Linked DNA regions of Pan troglodytes: region 2 is linked to region 1. Evidence: chromatin contacts called from public Hi-C data. All regions are on one chromosome and are shown on one strand. Each heading gives the region's core, a stretch centred on a gene start, on an enhancer-like site or on the middle of the called end of the contact. The rest is flanking DNA. Distances are from core to core; before and after follow the strand shown.

Evidence for each region. A called contact is a pair of places that touch in the nucleus more often than the background predicts.
Region 2: a Hi-C map of stem cell-derived neural progenitor cells shows a contact between it and region 1, with 4 times the contacts expected there. The contact joins the promoter of CAMK2D here to the enhancer-like site in region 1. A contact is called at or near these places in 1 of 7 Hi-C or Micro-C datasets (stem cell-derived neural progenitor cells) and 1 of 1 datasets of contacts at active chromatin or transcription factors (stem cell-derived excitatory neurons).

Annotation. Positions count from the first base shown.
Region 1 is chr3:114,943,455-114,950,043 of NHGRI_mPanTro3-v2.0_pri, forward strand. It overlaps CAMK2D (calcium/calmodulin dependent protein kinase II delta), which reads right to left. Exons shown (of 18, transcript XM_063809802.1): 15 at 1,519-1,594. Among named protein-coding and RNA genes, the nearest start is that of CAMK2D, 290 kb to the right of the region's middle. Within about 2 kb of position 4,422, at least 16 of the 24 cell types and tissues checked have an H3K27ac peak or open chromatin away from gene starts, as enhancers often do. A contact at or near this core is called in stem cell-derived neural progenitor cells, where this site is marked.
Region 2 is chr3:115,236,811-115,244,071 of NHGRI_mPanTro3-v2.0_pri, forward strand. CAMK2D (calcium/calmodulin dependent protein kinase II delta) reads right to left here and starts at 4,555. Exons shown (of 18, transcript XM_063809802.1): 1 at 3,567-4,555; 2 at 1,908-2,002. The coding sequence starts at 3,631.

The DNA of each region.
Region 1 (6,589 bases), core at 3,172-5,671:
ATAATAACAGATTATACAACAAAATATATTACTAATCCCCCCATATCTGCCACCACCACCACCCTGAAAGTTTGCACCTAATTGTGTTTTATTCCATGGTGGAGGAAAGTCACCATTGTCCTGCAGTATCTGCACCTTGCTGGCTATCAGCAGAATTTACATCTCTGCTGACTTTATAGGGAGAAGAGGCTCTTGCATTCAAGTTTGTGTATACTTAATTAGTTAACATGAACATGCCTTTACTAGTTTACTTGTCATTTATATTTCCTCCTCTGATAATAGTCAGTTCATGTTCTTTACCTATTTTTCTACTTTTCAACCATATTCACGCAATATAAAAAATTAACTTTTGATATATGTTTTGCAAATGTTTTTCTAAGTTTGTTTGTCTCTTTTATTCTTGGTTTTTTAATTAAAGTATACACGTTTTATCTATTTAGGTATAATCATATTATGTTCTCATTTATGATTATATCTTCAGCTTTTGGATCTTTCTAGCCAGAGATCAGATTCAATCTCTGTTTTGCATTTTAAGTCTTTCACTGGGGTGGAACTCATTAGTTGCATGGTGTAAGGAGAAGGCCCTATTTAAATTGAATGCTTTATTTTAACTTCAGCAAAGTAATTTCCTTCATAGTTCCTATGATCCAGGAGTTTATAAACTTTAAATAAGCATTAGAACCCATTCTTCAAGTAAAGTTTTCCTTAAGATACAAACATATAAAAGAGATGCAGATAAAGTTGAGCTGTACTGGCTGAAGAGAGAAGGCTGCCTCATGTCACCTCCTAATCTCTTTCTCTGCCCCAGAACCTCTGCAGAACTGCAAGGGAAAACATTTCTTAAGCTGAAATGCACATTTTATGTACTTTCATATTTTTTTGTGTGTTTGCTCACATGAATTGCTCTGCCTGGACTGACCTTTTCTCATCTGGACTTCTGTATGTGTGATGTGGGAGTGGTTATACATCTGCATATTTACAAAGAAATCTCCAATCGTTGGATCAGAAGTCAAGCCTTCTCTCTGTGAAATCTTTTTTCTTTTCTTTTTTGAGACAGGGTCTCACTCTGTCACCCAGGCTGGAGTGCAGTGATGTGATCATGGCTCCATGCAGCCTCGACCTCCTGGGCTTAGGTGATCCTCCTGCCTCAGCCTCCCAAGTATGTGGGACTACAGGTGTGCACCACTATGCCTGACTAATTTTTAAACTTTTTGTAGAAACGGGGTCTTGTTTTGTCACCCAGGTTGGTCTTGAACTCTTGGCCTCAAGCAGTCTTCCCACCTTGGCCTTCCAAAGTGCAAGGATTACAGGTGTGAGCCACTGTGCCTGGCCTCTGAAATCTTAAATAAATTTTTCTCTCCTAGGGGCACTTAGTCATTTATACCATGAAATAAAACTATTGTTGACATATCAAACCTTGAATTAAATATATGTGAATTCAGACGTGTTGAAGAATGCATTCATATAAAAAATATATTTACCATATGCATGAAAGCAAAGTAAACGTCTGCTACTCACGTGTAGGCTTCAAAGTCCCCATTGTTGATAGCTTCGATCAGTTGTTCAGTGACTTTGATAATCTCTTGCTTTCGTGCTAAAGGCAAAAATATGGAGTTGGGTAAGAATAAAAGACAAAAGTCATATTAAATATTCTTTTTCATTTTTAATTTTTGAGATAGGGTCTCACTCTGTCACCCATGCTGGAGTAAAGTAGCGCAATCACAGCTCCCTACAGCCTTGACCTCCTGGGCTCAAGTGATCCTCCCACCTCTGCCTCCCAAAGTGCTGGGATTACAGGTGTGATCTGTGCCCTGCCAGAATCTGCATTTTAACATGACTCTCAGGTGACCTCTGAGTACATTCATGTTTGGAAAGCACTGCTATTTTCCATTTGTTTGAAAACAACAGTCACCTGAAAGGTCGGTCAAGGCTATGTTTTTTAAAATTAGTTTTTACTAAGGCTGGGCAAAGTGGCTCATGCCTGTAATCCCAGCACTTTGGGAGGCCAAGGTGGGCGGATCACCTGAGGTCAGGAGTTCAAGACCAGCCTGACCCACACGGAGAAACTTCATCTCTACTAAAAAAAAAAATACAAAATTAGCCGGGCTTGGTGGCACATGCCTATAATCCCAGCTACTTGGGAAGGCTGTGGCAAGAGAATTGCTTGAAGCTGGGAGGTGGAGGTTGCAGTGAGCCGAGATCACGCCACTGCACTCCAGCCTGGGCAACAAGAGCAAAACTCCGTCTCAAAAAATAAATAAATAAATAAATAAAAATAAAATAAAATAAAATTAGTTTTTACTACCTTAACTTGATTGGATTAGTAAACATACTTCTCTTCATAGTTAACAAATGTTATTAAAGACAATCTTAAAAAGTATCATTCTAATAATATGTCTATCTTCAGAGTAAAGATGATATCTTGCATTGAGATATTGAACTTTATATAATTATTTGCATTTTCTCACTTTTCTGCTTGACAAACTCTACAAAAGGATGCCGATACTGTGACTGGCCTTTGTTTTTAGACAAATGGCCTTTAGTGAACTCTACAAATTGAAGAAGTGACATATGAATCAATACTGTAGATGTAGGCAGATAATAAGATGAAAGCCTCCAGGTATAGCTGTCAAACCCAACACCAATCATGATTTGTTTCTATTCCTAGCCCATAATTGGTGAAATTATTAATAGTGGTTTGGCTCAAATCCTATCTATTCAGTGAATTTGTTTCTACTGACATCTGCCTCAAGTGTTCTTTCTCTTTTTTGAAAGCCTGCAGCATCTGTATCACTCGGCAATTATGCATATGCTATCTCTTGATACCTTCTTTAGTTTAAAACACATTATTACTTGTTTTAAATTGTTATTAAACTTTCTGTACTGTGTAATGTGTCTTCCTTGTTAACTTAAAAGCTTCCCGAGGGCAAAGAACATTTTATTTTCTTGTATAGCCTAAAAAGCTTTGTTCAGTGTCTTTTATGGAATAGATGCTCAATGTTTGTGAATTTAATCAGTTGAGACTAATAAACTTTTCTTGATTTCAGAACACTGTTCTCTTATTTATAAAATTACTGCATGAAATATTTTAGAAATCAAATTTTACTGGATTTTAAGAATATTGCGATATTCCCTTAAAATCACTGAACATAGACTGGGAATCACAAAATGTTACTTCCCATCTTATCTTACTGAGGTAGTGAGGCTGCTATTGATCACGAAGAAAGCTGACCTCAGGTTTTATTCTTTATTGACTAAAGAAACCAGTTTGCATTTTTTATGAATCTGATCTTCATCAAGCAGATTTTAACCACAAGCTTAAATGCTTACTTTCACTCTGAAACTTCAGGTTACCTAGGTGATGACATTATTTAAAAATAAATTTTCTATAAACCACATTTTACTTCATCGAGACTATATGAGACTATATCATAACAAATACAAGTAATAAACTATCCTATAAAATGTGATTAAGTTAGTCCATAATATGGTTGCTAACAATGTCAAGGTCTATAATATTAAAAAATCACTATATGGGTTAGAATTCATATTTAGTTACATAATTACTTTTCATTTATATAAAGTAACATAACACAGCTCCTACAGAAGTCCAAAACATTTCTTGCCCTTGCTCATTTGATTGATGAATATCAATAATACATTCAACAGCAAAACATACTGACAGAAGTGGTATCAGGGCATGATTTTGTAATAAGGATCCTGCCAGTGACACATTTTAGCTTAATTCAGTTAGGCAATAGGTGATTCATCTGTCTGTGGCCTCAACAGTATGAACATTTGGCAAAAGCTAATGACAGCTGACCCGATTCTGGAATATAAGGGATACGGGTGAGGAGGATCTCAGAAAATGAGATTATAAAAATGTGGCCACCAAAACTTCTCTCTCACATGAAATCCTCATTTCAAACTAACAGATTTTTTTTTTTTTTGGTCTGATATACAGCTGATAGGAAAAACTACAGTTTAGAAAACATGGCCAATTTGAAATGAGCATAAGATCAACGTCCTTCGTGGAGCTTCATTAGGGTAGGCTTCAGTTTATAGAGTGTGAAGAGTTTAGGATCACTTCCTGAAGTTTCTGAAAGTCTCTGCACTGCCTCACAAGCATAATATGGAATTAGAATCATCGGGTGTATATGGCCATCTTTTACTTTCTGAACCACTGTGGAAATACGCATTCACTCTTAAGTATTTTGCATGCCACAACTGGCTTAAGGGTTGTCCTGCATAAACAAAGCAACACAAATTGCCTTCTCTCACTTCTTATGCTTAGAAACGATGGTGCTTTCGCTGGCAGGACAACAAATGGGAATTAGCCAGGATGCTTCCGTGCTGTATCACCATAAAAACAATGTGACTCGTTTGGCTTAGGAGGGGCCTGGAACTCAGGAATCTATAGAGTGCTTATTTCACTGGGGCAAAGGAGCTTGAGTGAGTCACAGGCGGCACATGACAGCTGACTCTTTAAAGGAAAGCAGAAGGCTGGAAATGAATCATTTGTATATAGTAGTCAGCTTGTGGTTGGAACTATTGCCACAAGCCCAGCATCTGACCTAGAGGAAGAGTGAGGGTTTGGTGCTAGCTAGCTCTACTCTCAATCAGCAGTGAGGGTGAGGAACAGTTACTGTGCCAGTGGCTTGGACAGACAAGTTGTGTGGGGAGGGGGTCCATTCTCATCTGGCCTTCCCTCTTCCTGAACACCAAGTAATAAATAACCACTCCAAAAGTCAAAGTGGAGAGCTTGTGACGTGTCCCTAATTATACCACGATGAATGCAGAATGTACCAGTAAGGTGTTCCCTGAATACCAGAAGCTTCTTCCACTCCAGAGCTAGCCATTTAATCACAGGAAGCTGTTTACCTACTAGGTTTATTTCTAGAACTGAAGTGCTCAAGCCTATACTCACAGGACACAAAGTACTTTCTGGCGATTTCTAGATTCTTAGGAAAAGGAAAAAGAGAAAACCAAGTGGGAGAGATGTTCCAGGTTCTGAGTGGAATTACTTTCCATGCAATTATGCACAAAGAATTGGGAACATTTTCCCTTTCAAATTCATATATTTTTGGCTCTTGTTCTAAGAGGCCTGGAAGAGTAAGATAAGGGTGTGAATGATCCCAGTGTTTGAAAACAAAATAAAACCCAAGAACTGAGAGTAACTACATAATAAAACAACTTACAGATTTCAACATTTCCTCAAACATTAGATTTGGTTACTATAACAATACTCAGGAATGCAGTGATTATTTCTTGGTTTAACAGATAAATAAAGGGATTATGGGCATTGCCCAAAGGTATGGAGTTTGCTGATCACTCCTTCCCACCTTCTTGTCTTGGAACACTCTCCTTTTACTTAACTCTCTTGCTTTTCTACATGTTCTCATTCTCATTTGCCATGTTATCCTTCTCTACCTGGATATTAAATGCTTCAATTCCTTCTAAAGACTCAATTTGAGTCCCTCTCCTTATCTCATGCTGCAGCCCTAAAGTCCTGTGTACACCAGTGTTTTAAATAGTCATCTATATTCCAATGACTCCCAAATTGTTAACCTCCTTTCTAGACTCTTCCTTCAGATCTATGTGTCAAGGCTATTTTTGAGCCTCCATTTGGGTATCTCAAATGGACCTCAAACCCAACGTATACTGAACTGAGCTTAAGAACTGCCACCACTACAAGCCTGCTTGCTCTTCCATGGATCCCCATTTTGGTGAATGGCAAGATCATCTCTCAGTTGCATAAGCCAGAAAGAAACCTGAGGATCATATTTGACTCCCTAAATCCAGCACCTCAAGCCAATCCATTAAGTTCTGTTGAATTTGCCTTCCTCTTCTTTTCGACTTTTTTTCCTCTTCACCCCCACTCTCTCTGGGTACAAGCACCCATCATTTCTTGTCCAGGCTCTGTAACAGCCCTCTGATTAGTGTTTCTGCAACCAATTTTGCTCTTCACTATTCTGTTCTCTACAATGCAACCACCTCTCTCTCTCTCTCTCTCTCTCTTTTTTTTTAAATGCCTATCTCTTCAGATAACCTTCTATTTGAACTCTTCTAAAACCTTCTCACTGCTCTCAGGATAGGTACCTGAAGAGAGACTACAAAACCTTGCGTAATCTGGACTCTGCCCATCTCATTAGACTCATTCAGACTCTTTGACTTTATCTTCTCCAATCCACTCTTGCTCCTTTGTTTTACCAATTCAAAATGGACATTCTGCCTCCTATCACCAGCCCTTTATATGTACTGTCTTCTCTTCTTGGAAAACTGCACCCCCCCATTTTGCTCCTACTTCTTTTATCAGATCTCAATTCAACTATTATTTCTTCAAAAATGCCTTCCCTGGGCCAGGGGCGGTGGCTCATGCCTGTAATCTCAGCACTTTGAGAGGCCGAGGCGGGTGGATCACGAGGTCAAGAGACCATCCTGGCCAACATGGCGAAACCCCGTCTCTGCTAAAAGTACAAGCCTTAGCTAGGTGTGGTGGCGTGCACATGTAGTCCCAGCTACTCGGGAGACTGAGGCAGGAGAATCACTTGAACCCGGTAGGTGGAGGTTGCAGTGAGCTGAGATTGCA
Region 2 (7,261 bases), core at 3,305-5,804, 290 kb after region 1:
CTCAAGATCACACAGCCAGTAGGTATGGGCAGCAGAAGTTAAACTCAAGAGCTTCTGGTTGCAGCATTAATAATGTTCTTCACCACCAGCTCACTCTTAGGTACGTTAACCTACAACAGGTTAAGAAACTTGCCCAAAGTCACAAGGAAAAAAAATTGCAGAGAACAGGCAAGAAGAATGTCTCCTAACTCTTCACCCTAGTTCCTTTTCCTAAGTAGAATAATGAAAATCATTACATCCAGAAGCTGTAAAAAGCTTTGGGTCATGTAGGTAGTTCTTTGAAGCAGAATATGAGCAAGTAAGGAAACACTGGTGGAGTAGCAATGAGAAAAGATTCCATCAGGCCAAAGAAGGCTTCTTCTCCACAGATTGAAGGGAAAAGAGAGTAAAATGTATGTGATCAGGGATAAGTACATTTGTTATTCTGATTTAGGGAGGACAAATTCAGATGAGTGAAGAGGGATGGCTCTAATTAAGAAAGTTAGTAAAAGTGAAGCACTACACTGATTTGTTTTGAAAGAAACACCACCAAAAATCTTGGAATAGGTATTGCAATGCTTTCAAAAGAAATGATACCCCCACCACAGCCAAAAGTATCTAGCACACAGAAGGAAATAAGAGAAGCACTGAAAGATTCTAATTACACATTTTCATTTTTTTAAATTAAAATGTCACTTATAGTTTAGCAATTCCTTTTCATTGTTAAAACCTTTCTGTGGAGTAGAGACTAAGAGAACATAATTAACATAATATTCTTCTCATTAGTTTTCATACCATGATTCTATGGTGCTGGTTACTTTATAGATCTTTCTCAGAATCATGTCAAAATCAGATGAAGGAAATTAAAACAACAACCCATGTGAATGGATAAACTAAAATACCAACCTAAACCTAAAATGCATGTTAAAAGTAGAATTTGCAATAAATATGGAAAAACTAATCATGGCAGAGACCGAAAGCAATGATGCTAGGATTTTGGTAAGAAGCACTTTTGAAAAGACATATTAAATGAGGAAAACTAAACCTAATGGAATTTCTTCTCTCATTACTTAAAATAAACCAGGTCACTGAGATGAGCGTACACTATGGTATTTTGTTCATTTTCATTTCATTTTTATTTCATCAAACCATAAATTCCCATGGAAATACCTCAGACACGTGCCCACAATAATTGGAATGCCTAACATTTCAGCGTAAGTACTTTTGCATGAGTTCTACTAAATAAAAAGAATGCAGTGAGAGCCCTCCAAGTTTTTTGGTTATGTCAACAGCTATTTTACGAGTATGAATTATCTCTGTACCTATAAACTACATGTGTAAAATACATTACATGAGTCTGTGTGAAGCCTTAATGCGAAGACCAAGGTCTGAGCTGCACACAGAAACATCAAAATAAAACTAAACTTCCTAGAATATAGCAATCATAAATTTTCTTACCAAAGCTATTACTGTTAAATATACCTTGATGAATTAAGTTCAAGTGTAACTACAATTGAAATGTATGATTCAACTGAGCTATGACCTACTTCCCTCTCAAAAGCAAAAGGGAATTATGACAGTTGTGAGACTTATATTTTTCCATTCCATGGTCTAAAAGTTATTTTATACTTAAACTATAAGCAAAATGCACCTGACATTTATTTGCTTTAAAATATAGTTATTCATGCTATTGCTCATAGGACAGATAGAATTTTAATAGCAATGTATCAAATAATAATTATATCTTTCCACGTATTTTTAAGCTGTACAGACCAAGAAGCATTCAGGAAGAAAATAATCTTAATATATAATATGATACCTAAGTCTAAAATTCAGTTATAACTACATGATATATTTACATACAACAGAACCTATAATCAACATGACAAATACAAAATTAACCAATATATGTGGTTGAAAATACCCACCCCTAGCAGAAAGCTTTTTGGTGTTGATAATTTTGGCAGCATATTCTTGTCCAGTAGGAATTTTCATACATCTTCTCACCACTGAGAATGCCCCCCTGGAAACCAATAATTAGCAGGTCATTAATATAACAGATATAATATTTCATTAAAAATTTATAAAATCTGAGCATTTTTATTGATTTTAGTGGATTGCCAGTGAAGTACAGTAATATCCAGTAAATGAACAATTCTTCCTGGAAACCCAGACTTTCTTTAATGTTGAAGAATAAAAGTAAATTTTATTTAACTGGGAGCACACATTATTAATCAACAAAATGAAAGGAACTGCCAATTATGACCGCTCTTGTTTGCACAAGAAATTTGAAAACATTTTACAGTTCACACTCACAGCACCAAATGCTCTGAGAAAAACCCTGCACAGAACAGAGCAGACGAGGAGCAGCAAAAAAATCTGCTGCCTACTTATTTTGGTAGGAAACAAAAAATTAATGTGGTTCCAAGTAAGTAAACATGACGATTATTTTCATCAAAATATAAATCTTGAGCACATTAGTGTGGTTTAACAAATCCTGGTATGGTGATTTCTCTATGCCTTGTTTTGGACTGGGGGAGGGGAGAGATTTGAATTAAGCTGCTCTTCCGACATATTCTCCATGTTTTCACACCAGACAATATATACATATGTAATTTTTATTACTTTTAAAAATATTTACCTTTCCTTTAATTACAGTATAAACCAACAACATACATATAAATGCACTCCTTTCATAAAAGTAACAGTCGAAACTAGTGAAAGAGGAATTGGGTTTGGGTTCCATGCTACAAAAATCAGCAATCACGGCTTGGCCCCTAGGTCCCTTTGCATAAGTCCTCAGTAGGTCTCCTGCCTCCTTCCCTAACATCTCCAAGTAGTTCTGCCAGTCGGGTGAAGGAGGTGGTTTTACACAATGCTAGGCTACTCTTAAGAGCGCTCTCAGTTTCCAGAGGGCTTTTCCGCTGCCTGTATAAATAAATCCTCCCAGAGAACGCAAAGATGCACACGTAAATCCTAGGAAGAATGATGGTGAGCGGTAATCTGGTGCAAAGAACAACACTGGATATAGGGCAAGGGGTTGGGTTCTGTTGGGTGGCCCTTTTCCTGGACAGAACAACTACTGGATGCGAAATAGACTCTATGCCAAGTTGAACTTTCGGCATCAATAAATATGGCACCGTCTGAGGCTGTGAGTTCTCATCAGTACCTGGGTCATACGGCCGACACGCCGGCTAACCAGGAGGCATCTCTATTTACAGAAAACATGATCTATGTTGCATTTTACATGGGTTCTAATTTCCTCTCCAAACACACATTACACACAGGCGCGCGCGCACACTTCTCAGGATAGCTACAACTGCAGAGATCGTAAATTCACTAAGTCTCTCAGTGCAGGAGGGTGGGGGACCATCAAAATGAGCCACAGTTGGAGTAAGGGTCCTACCCCTTCTGTGCTCCCTCCCTTTATTAAGACAGCACCTTCCCCAGAGCTGACAAACCAGGGGCCCTCCTCCCATTCCTCTCCCAAACTCCCTCGCCCCAAGACGGAGGCCGGTGGGTCGGGGGCAACGCGACCCGCCCTCAGCTGGAAAGGGGATATGCGGATGCCGGGCAAAGGTGCTTACTTTCCAAGCTCCTCGAAAAGCTGATACTCGTCCGTGAACCTGGTGCAGGTTGTGGTCGAAGCCATCCTCGGTCCGGGCTGTGCCCTGGCTGGGAGCGCGACGGACCAGAAGCGAGCAGACTAACCCCGGGACTGGCCCCGCGGCGCTGTCACCCAGGGCCGCTCTTACTTTCCTGGTCCGAAAGTAGCTCGCCCGCGAGGGAGTGTGCGCAGGGGCGGGGCGGGAGGGGAGATGACCAGAAAGGGTGGCGTGGGGTCTCCTCCCCACGGTCCGCCGATCCTCCTCCTCCTGCGGGCCTCGCTTCCTTCTTCTCCACTGGACGCTCCACCCGCCCCTTTTCCAGTCCCTGTCCCCAAATGCAGGGGGTAAAGTACTCAAGAAGAGGGGGCCGGGAAATGGAAAAACAGCCAGGCACGGGGCGAGTGGCAAGCAGTTGCGAAACGATCCGCACTGGAGCAGGAGGAGTAGAAGCAGGGGGGAGGGAGTCCGAGGGGGCGGAGGTGGAGTGCAGCGGGGCCGAGGCCGCGGAGCCCAGAGCGGACAGCCTGAGCCCAGCGGCCGCTGTCAGCAGGCTGAGGCGCGGGGCGCGCCGGGGCTCCGGCGAGCGTGCGCGCCCGAGGCCGGCTTCCCTCCGGCGGGCGGCAGCGGCTCCGGCGAAGCGAGGCACCTTGGCGGCCTCGCGCTGCTCACGAGCCCGCGCGGCTCCAAGACGGCGCGGCGAGAGAAAGAGCGCTCGGCTCAGGCGAAGCCTCTTCTGCCGTCTCCAGGCCTCCGTCTCCTCCCCCGGCGCCTCCTCCCGCCGCTCCCTCCGCCTGCCAGCACCCCCTCCCTGGCGAAGCCCCCTCCTCGCTGGTCCCACACCTCCCTCTAGCGACTCCAAGCCTGTCCCTTCGTGGATCTCTCGCACTCCCTCCTTTGGTTGCACACACGAGCACACCAGTCTAGGGAGAAACCAGGTGGGTGGAGGAGGATGTGCGGGGGAGAAGACTGGAGGTTTGGGTGAATGAGGCGAGACGTCACAGTTACCCATTTAAACCCGCACAGAGAAGGCTGCCTCAATCTGGGGCTGACTGAGCGGGAAGATGCAGGGCAACTCGAGGATGGCCCGGGGCAGCCGCCCTGGGTCGCGGAAGCCCACGCCCCTGTTTTGGGCGCCGGGCAGCAGGGACTTCTCCAGGCCGGTTCCCGGGCCACGACACCCGGTGGGCCGAGCAAGGGAGAGCAACCACTTCATCTCCACGCCGCTCAGAGTTGACACAGCAGGGGCCGGATGTGGGCTGTTCATTGCTCTCAGAGAAGGGTCCCAACCCTTCCCACAGCCACCAGCGACTGTCGGGGCAAAACCCAGCCTCAGCAGGGTTCACTGCGTCGCCAGCTCCCCAGAACCAGGCGCAGGTTTTCTCCCTCCCCCGCAGCCCCTTCTGCAAGGGGCAATGACGGCCCCTGAGCCACATTTCACTTGCCACCTCCAGGCCCACCTCCCCCGCTGTTTTCCAGGATGGTGGCTGAGACTCTGGCAATCCCCAAAGGCCTTTGCTTTGGCTGTGAACGTTAAAAGAATGAAAGCAAAAACTCCGCCGCACAACCACACCTTCCCTTCCCTTCTGAGTAACTCCCCTGCAACCTCAGTAAGTTCTGATAGTAAGGCGAATTCTCGCGATATTTCCCACTCTGGCGGTCAGGGGGAGGTAGTAGGAAGGCTGGGTGTCGGTCACGCGACCGGCGGGGGCTGACGTCATTCACATCACGTGAACACGTCTAGACTGTTTCGCTTTGCAAAGGGAAAAAAGAAAAGGGGCGGTCGTGTGTGCTTTTGCTTTCAGCCAGATAGTGGCAATTGAGTGCACTCCGTAAATGCCTATCTGGAAAAACCATTTAGCAGTTCAAGAATGTGTCCTTCCCTTTAGCATATCTGCCATTGTTTTCAGTAGGAGGAAAAAAAAAGTATGCATTACGATTTAAAATAGATAAACTGCTGCCGATTGCTAGAACAACTTCTGGGCCCTCTTTCCAGTTCTCCTTAATGAAACTATGCAATTGCAAATTTAGCCGCAGACCAAAAACAGCGTTATGGACGGTCTTTTTCAAATTACTGCCAATTGTTCTACAGCACGGGACTATAAAAACCTTGCAATCCTGTTGCTAATTTGCTCGTGGTATTACTTCATAGACAAAATTTCACAGCTGAAAGATAAAACATAATTTGCAGACACAAGAGAATCTAAGATTTAAAGGCGCTGCTGCTTGCTCCCAAAGACTGCTATTAATTAATGTTACTTTGTGGTCATAGATAATCCTAATTCCTTTTTTCCTGATCTGGGGAACGCTTCTGCCAATGAGTGAGCTTTCTACTGAAGTACTAAAAATGTTCACAAATTTTAACGTTTATTACAACAAAATTGAAGTTCGTATGTGTTTTGATTCCCAGCCGTAAAAGGCAAGAAATAACTGTGTAAAATGTAGTGCTATAGAAAAAGATGATACCAAGAACTGCATAAAAGAAACCTGGTCTCTAAATATTAATAATTGGGCTATAAATTGAAAAAAAAACACAATTTGGTCTTGGCTAAAGATTTGTAATATCTGAACTATTTAGCAATGTGGCTCCAAGGCCATAATGAAATAATTTAATATTTTTCCCTGAATCTAAGAATGAAACAGAAAAAGTAAAATTAAAACAATAAATAAAGGTAATATAAAAATTTACATCTGGGAAGAAAATTGTTTCTTAAATATTCAAGTAATGAAGTCTACATAACTACAGTATTTATCTCAGTTATTTAAACTACCAATAATTGTAAATGGTTATAATTGTGCAGTACAATAAAGGAAACATAACTGAGTTTTAATACTGATGTATTATTAGACAATAAATGTGTACATTTTTTACAGCAAACACTGCTTAATCTGTACGTACTCTTTCTTTGATTTATATTTTAGACTAAATATTTCTCTTATTTCAACAAATATTTACAGTTATTTCTGAAGTTTGAACCTCCTTAAAAAGTAGTCAGATTAGCCGGGCGCAGTGGCTCACGCCTGTAATCTCAGCACTTTGGGAGGCCGAGGCGGGTGGATCATCTGAGGTCAGGGGTTCGAAACCATCCTGGCCAACATGGCAAAACCCCGTCTCTAATAAAAATACAAGATTAGTCGGGCATGGTGGCATATGCGTGTCATCCCAGCCACTTTGGAGGGTGAGGCAGGAGAATCGCTTGAACCTGGGAGAAGGAGGGAGGTGGCAGTGACCCGAATTCGCGCCACTGCACTCCAGCCTGGGCAACAAGAGCAAAACTCTGTCTGAAAAAAAAAAATAGTCAGATCAAAGACTTTGTTGTTGTTGTTCTACTTCAACATCATTTCAGGAATAGCTACAAAATAGAGTTAAATTCTAAAAAGTGTAGAAATGTAGACCTATAAACATAATAACACTGGATGTTAGTGCCAAATGTATTTACATTTCATTATACATGCCTTACTAACTGCATGTCTGATGAACATGGTAGAGAAAGTTAAGAGGGAGAGTTAGTGAATAAAAAGTTAGTCATTAAAGTTGTTGAAGATAATAAGGCAGGCTTTATTCAAGGGGGTCCATGGTGATCAGAACCACTGCAACCAGGTCTTGCAGGAGGAGAGAGAGATTGGACTCTATTTCAACTCTTAAAAGGCCAAGTGGGGATTTACAAGCAAGGAGC